Regions from separate parts of the Gossypium arboreum genome. Here region 2 is linked to region 1. Evidence: chromatin contacts called from public Hi-C data. All regions are on one chromosome and are shown on one strand. The core of a region is the stretch at or near the end of the contact, and the rest is flanking DNA. Distances in the headings are between cores, read along the strand shown.

Evidence for each region. A called contact is a pair of places that touch in the nucleus more often than the background predicts.
Region 2: a contact with region 1 is called in a Hi-C map of leaf, with 4 times the contacts expected there. The contact joins the enhancer-like site here to the promoter of LOC108481921 in region 1. A contact is called at or near these places in 2 of 5 Hi-C or Micro-C datasets (both in leaf).

Annotation. Positions count from the first base shown.
Region 1 is chr8:120,458,066-120,463,394 of ASM2569848v2, forward strand. It overlaps LOC108481921, which reads right to left and starts at 2,375. Exons shown (of 2, transcript XM_017785006.2): 1 at 1,610-2,375. The coding sequence starts at 2,113.
Region 2 is chr8:120,715,666-120,721,560 of ASM2569848v2, forward strand. LOC108486323 (E3 ubiquitin-protein ligase BRE1-like 2) reads right to left here. Exons shown (of 20, transcript XM_053031758.1): 14 at 5,555-5,749; 15 at 2,823-2,895; 16 at 2,562-2,648; 17 at 2,291-2,428; 18 at 1,966-2,168; 19 at 1,188-1,350; 20 at 744-1,081. The coding sequence ends at 950. It also overlaps the pseudogene LOC128296646. Among protein-coding and RNA genes, the nearest start is that of LOC108486323, 8.5 kb to the right of the region's middle. Within about 2 kb of position 1,541, at least 1 of the 2 cell types and tissues checked has an H3K27ac peak or open chromatin away from gene starts, as enhancers often do. A contact at or near this core is called in leaf, where this site is marked.

The DNA.
Region 1 (5,329 bases), core at 1,125-3,624:
CAAATTAAACACCTTCATTAAAGTGTGGACTAGTGAATGGTGTTTCAAGCAAAAAGGAGGAAATCAAAGTTATCAAATTACACAATAGAGAAGCATTTGAATCTAGATTAATGCATGCAGATTGCGCATAGCATGATGACCTTTATTGGTGGGTTACCAAGCATCAAGTATATGTAGATAAATATTTGAAGAAATTGACTGCCATTTTAACACTTCTTTCATCTCCATTCTTATCTTGTTCATGCATGACTAATACCACATTAAGAATATATGCTAAAATATACACTTTTTTCATGTCAACATTCTTAATTTGTCCATGATTCATGGGGCATAATCATCTCGTATATCTACTGACGACATAGATAAAACATCCAGGAGCAAAAGAAGTTTCAAGACATAAAATTGGCAACCAAATAGCTTTTTGTAGATGTGAACAATGAATCATATTCCATAGATACAAGGAAAAGAAATAAAAGGATGAGGATTTTGACTTTAATGTCCCATTATGATACAACTCCAGAAAGAACTGGTAACTTGAATTCAGGTAAAATTTTCCTTGTATCTTCATGAAGCTACATAGAAAAAGAATTTTGAATCTTAAATTAGATAGCCACATTTAGTTGGACTTGGATGATGGGTCCTCCATCTAAGGAGCCTCCAGTATACAATTAAATTTTAATCCTAATAAGATAGTTTGATGAAAGACTTGAAGGACTAAAATACTTTAAAACTCATCTTCTTTTAGCGTATCTTCGACACATTTTAATACTGCCTGGCAGCTCACCAGGCAGGTGACCAATCATTTACTCATACTGTAGACTATAAAGCATACGGGACACCAACTCACTCAACGAAATACTTTTATTCTTTGCCTACCTCAAGTTCCCCTTACTTTCCTCCAAGAAGTAGAGATAGGGAAAACTAAAGTTCCCAACAATTTGATTACTCAGAAGGAGTAAATGCTTGTAAAATTGTTATGTAATAAGCCATGCCATTTTAAGTAGTTCAATGAAATAAAATCGCATTAGCAAAGACAGAAAGGGGTTAAAGGGGACGACGTGATTTGGTTTTTTTTTTTTTTTCATCTTTCATGTCTGTTTTACTTTCCATATTTGGAGTTGGTGACTGCTCCCGAACATATGTCACCTCTTTGAGAATGCAATGTCTCTTAATATTGCACTCAACACTTGATGACATGGATATATCAATATCACCTTCAAAAACCCTCCTGGTAGATAGAAAAACTTTAGAAAAATTTGAAACATAGTATCACCCTACAGCTGATCTTACAGAGTTTTGAGGGGCTGCTTATTTTTGGGGAAATGTTTTTTTTTTCCTTATTTACTTTGCTGTAAATATGACAAATGAAACAAGATAAATACTAATTATAGGGTTGCCTTAGTCGGAGATTGAACTAATACTAACAAGAAGATAGTCTTTGGACTAAAGCAAAAAAAGTAAGGAATCCTCCCAATACTTCTGCAACACCTTCAACTAACTCCCATAAGAAAGGAAAGGAATCTAAGAGTGAGTGGGGAAGTTTGGCTGAAACATGCCTAACTATAAGAATCCAGATACAGAAAACAAACTAAAAAAAATTAGAGTATACCTGAAGAAGTGATTCCGAAGAATATTTACAAGAGCCCGTAACCTCATCACGGCAAGAATGGATGGTTTTGAACTGGTCAACGTCGAGCTTTTTGTTGATGAATCCAACTTGGAAATATATGGAGTCGGAGGGTGGCAAATCGACCTTGATCTCATTCACATCGAACCACAAGAAGAACCGCTGCACCTGGATGCCTTCCAAATCGGTAATGGAGCCATAACCCAGTTTTCCAGTGATGGTCTTTTCGTAGTAGACCAAGTACTCGAATTGAATGTAGCAAGGGCTGTCCAACATGACGATGAACCTCTCATCATCGTGGAGGACATAATCGGTGACAGTGCTTGGTAGAAGCCCACTGGGGAGACCGAATTTAGGAAGGATATCCCAGACAGAGGGAGGAGCAGGCTGAGGCTCAAGGACTGATAGAGATTTGGGGATTGAAATGAGGAAGATTAGATAGGCTAGAGCTAAACCCAGATGGGAGTTGAAGTGGTTAGCCGCCATGGATGGAAGATGGAAGAAAAGAAATGAAAGTTTAGTGAAGATATTTGAGTCTGCGGTCTCTGTATATCCTTTTCATCTAATATAGAGCCTAATAGAGATTAAATCTATTAACGAAGACCGTAGCATGGTAACAAGTGTTGCGGCTACATTCCGCAAGCCCATCTCATATGCTGGTTGAAGCCGGCGTAAGATTTCTAAAGAGGCAGAAAAATCTGCCTTTGCACAGCTGGTGGTGTGCCACATTGATAAAATTACTTTTTTCTATAGTAAACTGACATAGGATTTCCATTTTATAAAATACTAAAGCTTAGGATCACCTGCTTCCACTTAAGTTTTTATGAATTAGAGCTATTATAATTTTTTTTCTCATATATCGAATTTCACTCATTGACTAAAAACATTCACATAATATTGGTGGTCCAAAGATTTGGCTTAATTGGTAATGAATTGAGTTGCATGCTGGCCCCCATGTTTTTTTATAGTTTTGAGCAAAAGTATCACGTAAGTTATTGTAATAAAAGTTAAATTAGATGTAATATTTTTTATAAAAAAATTAATAAATTAGTTTCTATATATAAGATTAAAAGATAAATATATCGTTAGCATGATGCATGATTATTCTATTAATCATGCTAATTTTTAACAATAGAAATAGATGAAATTTTTAATAAAAAATTAATTTACTCTTTTAATCTAATGTATGCGAATTAATTTATCCATTCTTAAGTAAAAGAGGCAAAATACAAATTGATGGATTTATTTTTTAAAGTGTTGTTGTGTGTTAGGTTCTTTTAGGAAGGTTTGGCTCTTTTGTGGTTTATAAGGCCTTCTTGTTTCTGTACAGTATTGCTGTGTAATCCACATTGACGTGGTTTTAATTATTTTCAATTTGATCCCAATTGATGACAAAATTATAAAAAGAGGACAACTTAATCAATTAAACTTATACATTGAAGTTGATTGCACTAACCAACCACGTCAACAAATATAAATAAATTTATAATATTATAAAAATATTAAAAATATAAACAAGCGCTTAAAATTATTAAAATTATAACAAATTATAAATTTCATTTTTATATTATAATATAAACAAGCGCTTCCATTATTTTCTTTTTCTTTTCGTTTCAAACAAAAGTTGAAGACAATACTTCCTCCTTCCTTATTTATCTACTTTATATCTCAATGTAGGATCCCGCTTAGTTGGAGATTGAAGTATAATATTAACATATTTTATATTTGTTTAAATTTATTTTGATCGATATAAGAGTTTAAAATTTTATTTTAATTCATATTTGTAAATATTTAACCACACTCATTTTAGACTCGTCTATATTATTTTTAAAGAATAAATAATATGTATTTATATTATTTAATAATTTAATAATTTTATTTATTAAAATTTTATATATAATCATATTAACATTTTTAATATTTACATTATAGTAACATTATATATTATTATATATTTAATTTTTATGTGTTATAAATTATATAATGTATAAAAATAATATAATATAAAACATTACAAACTTAAAAAAATAGATTGGGCTTAGGCCTTAAATGTTGTTGTTAAGCCTCACCTTTCCACCGTTACAACTTTTAGTTTTAGAGAATAGCCCAAAACTAGTTGAATATTAAAAGAAGGATAATGAAATTGTATTGTTGTTGGGTTTGCTCTTTTAGCTCTCTCATGTGCTGTTGTTGATATGTAGGGGTGTATTCAATTCGGGTTTGTTTGAATTAAATTGTTTTATTTGGTTTTTTTACTTTTGAAATTGATAATGTCTAAAGTGATAATTATGGTTGAATTCAATTGGTCAGTTTTTTATTAAATTTAGGCTTTGTAAAATAAAATAACATCATCTTAAAAATCTAATATTGCAATTCTTAATTTTGTTTTTCACAACAATCATAATTCATGCTCTAGATTTATTTATACATTTAAAAAGTCAATTAAATAATTCAATTAATATCATAATCATTGTAGTAGGTCAAATTTGCCTGACCTATATAAAAACAAAAAAACAAACCAAAAATAAAAATAAATAAAATTATAACAGTCCATTAAATGATTAAAGTCCAATTACATAGCCCAAACCTAATTACATAACCTAGACCTATTTTTAAAAAATCCAAGACCCAAATACAGGCCCAATAGGCCTAATGTCTAAAGCAAGAGCCAAGACAGAAACCCTAGCAGCCTTGGCTTGCGCCGCAACACCCCCAGCAGCCTCCAGGCGCCGTACAACGTTCGTGCCTCCACGTCAACAGATCCTCGACGCCAAAGACAGCTCTCTCCGACGCCAACAAGACCAGACTGCAAAGAAATAGACAAAATGACAACAGCAACAATGGCCAATACAAAAAAGAACAAAATTGTATTCTTTTATTTCTTTTTTTTGAACATTCGGCTATAAAGCCGATGAGTTTATATTGTATAAGGGTTCTTTTTTACTCAAGCATACAGAAGAAATAGAAAGCAAAAACAGAAGGTGATTTCCGATTAAGAGATCTCTAAATGCTTTATTTTCTTTAGTTTCCTTTTTTTTTTTATTTGTGGTTCTTATATGTGAAAGAAAATAAGAGAAAGAAAGGAGGAAAAGGGGCTTACCTGGTACGTGCATCATGGGTCACCCTCTACTTTGTTGAAATCGAAGTCAGGGGGAGACCTAGAGGCTAAAAATCTCGTCCTCTAGGCATGATGTGCAGGTGATTGTCCGGGGAATGGGAATCAATGGAGGAAAGGGGATCTAGGGTTTGTCAAATGAGAAGAAAAAGGGGGGAGGCTAATGTCCTGCTAGGGTTCGGCTTAATGAATCCTTATTTAGCCTTTTAAAGGAGCAAAAACGACGCCGTTTGGGCCAAATGTAATGGCCAGAAAACGACGTCGTTTGACACTATGCCCGACGACCCGACCCGAGAGCCCCTGGGATCCGCGTGTTTTCGCGGTGAGGGGTTAATTTCATATTAAATCCCTCCCCTTTTGCCCTGCGTTTAAACCAGCCCATCTGCGCTTCTTTTTGCTTTTTAATTTCTTCCTATAATTTGCTCTATTTCGCAATCAAGTCAGCGCTTGAGCGCAGCGTTTTAAGGCATAGATTAATTCCATTCTGGGCCCCTACGCATTTGTGCGTTTCGCACTTTGGTCCCCTTTTTGATTACTTTATTTATAAATTAGCCCATTCATTGTAATTGTATTTTGATTAGATCCCC
Region 2 (5,895 bases), core at 291-2,790, 260 kb after region 1:
GGCGATGAATCAATAATTCAAAGTGCTTTTCTTGCATATTCTTGATAAATCAGTGTTTATATATAGATATAGAGGATCTAGAACATTTTATCAAAAACGGCCCATTCCTGTAACTTTCCAAAAAATCAGCCTATTTTTGTATTTTAAAGAAAATGACTTTATTTGGTAATTTAATCGCATAAAATATGCTAATATCATATTTAAACCCGACTCAATCCACTATAAACACCTCTAATTGCGTGTTATAGGACCAACCCATAAAACAAATTTGAAAACCTTACCCTATATACCACAATGACATGCTTCTTCCGTCTCATGCTGCCCTGTGCCGTACTTCGTGTTCCCTCAATTTTTTTCATAAGCTCCCTCTCGAATTCTCTTCCATTACATAACTGACTTCTTTTATCTCTACTTTGCCCCTTCTACAATACAATTTTGACCGAGGCAATTGCTTTTTTCTATTTTATATTTTTTCCATCTTCCACCTTTTTTTCTCTTTTATTTGATATGTTAAAAAGCTTTGCTTAATCATGTTAAAAAATGGAAAAGAAATCTGAAACAAAAGTAAAAAATTCAAGTAATCAAATACCGGTTTAACTAGGTTTTTAACCCGGTTTGACTGGTTATACTACGGCTCAAAGAATTTCCGGTCTGATGAGGGTGACCAGACCCACTAGATCACGGTCCAACCGATGCAACCGACCAGCCGGTCTGGTTTCCAAACACTGATCAAAAGGGACAAATTCCTGAAGATGATGTGATGATTTACCTAGTTTGATTTCCATTTACAATTGGCATACATGCCATGCCCTGCCCATCAAATAATTACATATGAAAAAGAAAAAAGAAAAACATTATTTCTATAACTATCAAGTTGGGGTTTCAAGATGCTAACTCTTGACTAACCTAAATCAAAGATTGAAATACAAAAGCCATGGAACACTCTTTTTCATATTTTCACAAACCGAACATCATTCTGACCAAATGCAGTTCCACAGCCGGGGCACTTTCGATGCCGTATCTCTAAATTTCTCTGTATACATGGATTGCAAAATAGGTGATAGCACTTAACAATTACTACCTGCCAAATATGACAAGCCAACACATCCATCAGTCCAATAAGAGGTTGAGGAAATTTAAACATACGAGTACATATTGTGAGAGAAAAACAGGTCAGCATAACTCACCTCTTTTGGCCGGTCAAAACACACACCACATTTGAGAATATTCTTGCAATTTTTAATCTCATCCTGAAGCTTCTGTATTGCAGTCTCTCCAGTTTCAGAACTCAACTCAGCAACCTTGCTATTCAGTTCGTCAAGCTCTTCCTCAAGCTTCTTCCTCTGACTTCTGGGTGTAGAGAAACCACATTTCAACAGAGGACAGATTTAATTTTTGAAGGAAAGCTAAATAATTTAATTTAACTTAAACACGAAGAAAAGGTATTTTCTTGGCAAGGAAACATGTCTAAAGTCCTAAGGGGCAAAAATTATAATCTAAAGTGCTAAGCTGAAATGTTCCAGAATAAATGCAGCATAGGCGTAGATTAAAGCATTGTTATTGTAGCAACTGTTGACCATGATAACAGCCTGTCCCTCACTATCTTTGCAGCTAATTCCAGCACACATTATACTGTCATAGGCAATAAAGAGTAGAGCTATGTTGCTCCAACACTTCATTTCTGTTAAGGTGCCTGCGACTGACACTCATATCCTATACATGGACATAGTCATGTAACCTCCAAAGATCATCCAAATACATGAAAAAAAAACACTTGCCCATGATGGACGTGCTAATATCCAACATTCACCACTGAGTCTAACATAGGAGAAAAGCAATGCTTTTGGATTCGCATAACATACATATATGATCTTTTATCTTCTAATTCCACCGAAAGACAGTACAGCTGAGCAAGAAAAAAACATAGGCCTGGGAAATCCACCAAAAACAGAAAAGAAAACTCACTGTTCCTTATCCAACTTCATTTGGAACTCATCCACCTTTCGTTGGAGCTGCTCATAGTCCTTCTCAGAAGATGCTGCAGCAGATTTAAGCCACTTGAACTCCTTCTCAGCATCGGCCAACTCCCACTTCGCAGTTTCAAGGCTAATCATAAAATGTCTATCCTCTTGAGTGAATTTAACAGCATCTGTCAGACAAACTTTTATCTGCAAGGTTTAAATTATAGGTTGGTCAAAAAAGCTACAAATTGATAAATAAATAAATACACGTAAATATATTTAGAAGGTCAATTTTCTGGAACGAGTTTTAGCAGCACACAACTATTTACCTGCTCCTCGCTCTGACCAATCCTCATTTTCACGGACTCGATTGATGAATTGACCTGCTTAAGTTGCCTTGCTAATGCCTGCTTTTCAGAAAGCAAGAAACTATGTGCTTGTTTTGTCTTTACACTCTCAGAGACAAGCTGCATTTAATGCCATCACAATTACAGAAATTTCCCAAGCACCAAGACCAGATAAATTTTTCTACTTAACTATCAATATATACAGAAAGCAAGAATAAAGTTAAAATATCAAGGTATATAATATGCATTGGACCTTAATATTGTAGTCATCTCTCTCAGTCATCTGCTGCAACAGATGCTGGTTCTGTGTCTGCATATCTTCATAAGCCTGGCCAATGGTCTGGAAAAAAAAAAAAGAATTCTCTCATCATGCAGACAACAAAGAGGCACTAAATGACGAGAGTAGTACCCAAGGAAAGGCAGCTCTAGCAATTCAGTGAATACAAGAGAAAGGTGGCAGGAACCAAAACTGAATATATACTTCTTTCTCCCTAAGAAGGAATTTTAGACAAACCTCAATTTCAGAAATATATGTCTCTGACTCTCGATCTTTACTTTTAATAGCCTCCGTGAGTTCCAAAACATCCCTGTAATTTATTGTAAGATTAAATAGTTAGATAACACTACTAAATGGAAATTTCAGGAAGCAAAAAGAAATAAATCATGAAAATAAAAACCAGAAACTTATTTTAGAGAACTCAAACACCTCTTGCTTGTGCAAGTCACAAATGTTTGACATTAAGGATGAAGTAACAATTTGAATCATACTATCTACAGAGTTCTATAACTTGTAATAGGTGTTTTACCTCTATAGCAAGCATCAAATGGTTCTAACGTCAAATTTATTAGATAAATTTTTAGGATCAAGGTCTGTAACACTCACATGCCCGACTTGATTGTTGCATCACGGTATCGAAATGTTACATTAGATGTCATACCAACAATAATCAAATTCAATTCATTTAAAGCTTATGATCATTACACCATCTTACACATCTCAAATTCATTTCGAGTTTTTATACAAGCTTATTGCAATTCTCTAAATGGTCTAAGGTTGATTAGAGACTAAAATGTAAAATAGTTTAAAATTTTCATATCAACATTGCAATGTAGGTTTCACGTCGCGACATCACATTCTAACTTAAACTCGTCGTGACATGATGAACTCATTGTCACTACTTAATCATCAAATGGTTTTAACTTATCACAAAATAAGTTAGGAGGATAAGTTAATTAAACTGTTTGAGCAGTCCTAGAGAGACGTTTGTATAGCATAAGATGCTCTGTGGTAATAAATGAACTAAAATCATAGTTGTAACTCTATATTTTGAGCATGTAAACTCTGGAAATATAAAAATTAGAGGAAGGGATATCCCTTGTATAAAAGTATACCATCCCAACAAGTGTAAAAGGTTTCGACCAAGTTTAGGAAAGAAGGCTACATAATCTTTAAGTGGTTTAATAGGTACTGGCAAATTTTCAGAACAAAATAAATGACTAGTGTTAACTTAGCACACTAAAAGGCAAGTTAAAATGATATACTCCTACCAAACAAGGTGTAAAAGCTTGACTGGGTATAATGGAAGGATAAAGGCATACTTTAGATATTTGAAAATACACAAGGGCTGATTTTCTACTTAAGCCGTTAAGGCAAAAAAAAAAAAAGAAAAAAACTCAAAAAGGAAGTCACATCACTCAATATCATAATAACTCAAATGTTCATCATTCGATTTCAGACTCCTTAGAACCAAAATGACATAAGTCCTTATAACTTACCCCAAACCCCTAAAAAATGCAAAATACCAAATATAAACCGAAAATGCCACTAATTGGCACAAAATAAAAATACAAATTAAAACAACCTGTATGCATTATATACATAGTTAAAATCAAACCCATAAAATACAAATTACAATCCTAGCTAATTTAAGCTCTCAACTAGCACATTTGATCCTCCATCACTCTGCCCTGTAGTTGGAGAGAGCTCGATCTTTAATTCCACTAACTCAAAAGAGAAATTTCTAGCAAGACCCATAAATAACAATGTTAAAATCTACTTCATTTGTGACATTCACATCTTCAATAAAGCAACTTGCATCTCATCTTTTTATACACGTCGAATGACAAAGTCAATGGAAGAACTATCATCAATAACAATGAGCTTAATCTCATTATTTAGACAAATACCTCAAATGAAAGACCTTCATTAGGCACAACTTGAACAAAACTCTTCAAGTTTTAGGATAGCCACAAAATGAGTTTTACAAGCAGTAAATTTAGCATCCTCATCAAGTAAATTGTGTTGCAACAACTCAACAGATTCTCACATATCTCATCTCTCAAACCCTCTTCAACAAGATTGTTCTTTAGGGCCTCAAAAGCAAGGAATATGCTCACAATACAACATCAACGTGCTTTTAAATAATAGGATTTTCCTTCTCAGGGAAGAACACTCCTGAGAAACGAACTTTGAATAGGATCAAATATTTTCAAAATTGCCCCACTTCATCAGAAGCCTAATGTAATGCAGCTTTTGTTTTGATCGGTTCATAATGTGCCTTATATACTGCATCTTTTATTCCCATTAATTCATAACAAATAAGTTCGTTTTCCCCTTTTGAACTTCTCCTTGCTCATCTCTGAAAACATGCTACTCATCAAACAGATGAATATTTTAGACACATATTTGCTCGCATTCTCAAAGCAATTAATTTAGTTCAACTTAAAATAAATATTTATAACTAACCATGAAAATCAGACCTTTAAAGGATGAAACAGATTTAACTTTATGAATTTTGACTTGATTTCAATACTTAAAATATCACAATAGCTTGAATATTCATCATCTAAAACCTCCTTTGAACTAAACAACATAGATATTGTAAATAATCCCAAAATCCTAATAAAACACAAAATACCAAATATAATGCCGACCCTAATACTTGGAAAAGAAGTGTATAAGTTTTTGGTATATAGGTTTTATAATTTAGATATTTTACATAGATATTTGGTATATAAGTTAAAATATCTATGTAAAATATCTATGCCGACCCTAGAGTGTATAAGTTTTTTTCTTGGAGTATATAAGTTAAAACTAAACCCCTAAAATGTAAAATAAAAAAGCCTAGATATTTAATTCCTCAACTAGTATATCTGCATTCACCATCAGTGTCCTTTCAGTCAAATCATAGCCATGGCAAACCGTGTAACATATTAAAAGAAACCAAAAACTACAAAAGAACAAACCTCTCAGAAGCATCCAGTTTAGCTCTTAAGTCAGCTATTTCAACTTCGGCAACAGAAAGCCTTTCTTGGCAGGCAGCCTCTGCCTCATTAGCAGCTTTCACTCTCAATTCTAGACTGTGTTCATCCAAAGCATTTTTCAAGATTTCAGCTTGCGAATGAGCTCTATTTTCAGATTCTCTTATTTCCATCACATCTCTGAAATTTAAGTTAAGAACCCAAATTAATTAATAGAAAAAGGAATGTCATATGCAACCAAAAGGTTGAAGCAAGAGAGAAGGGAAACATTCCCGAGCTAGATAATAGATTTGGAATAATATGGTGGAGAAGAAAGTATAATTAAT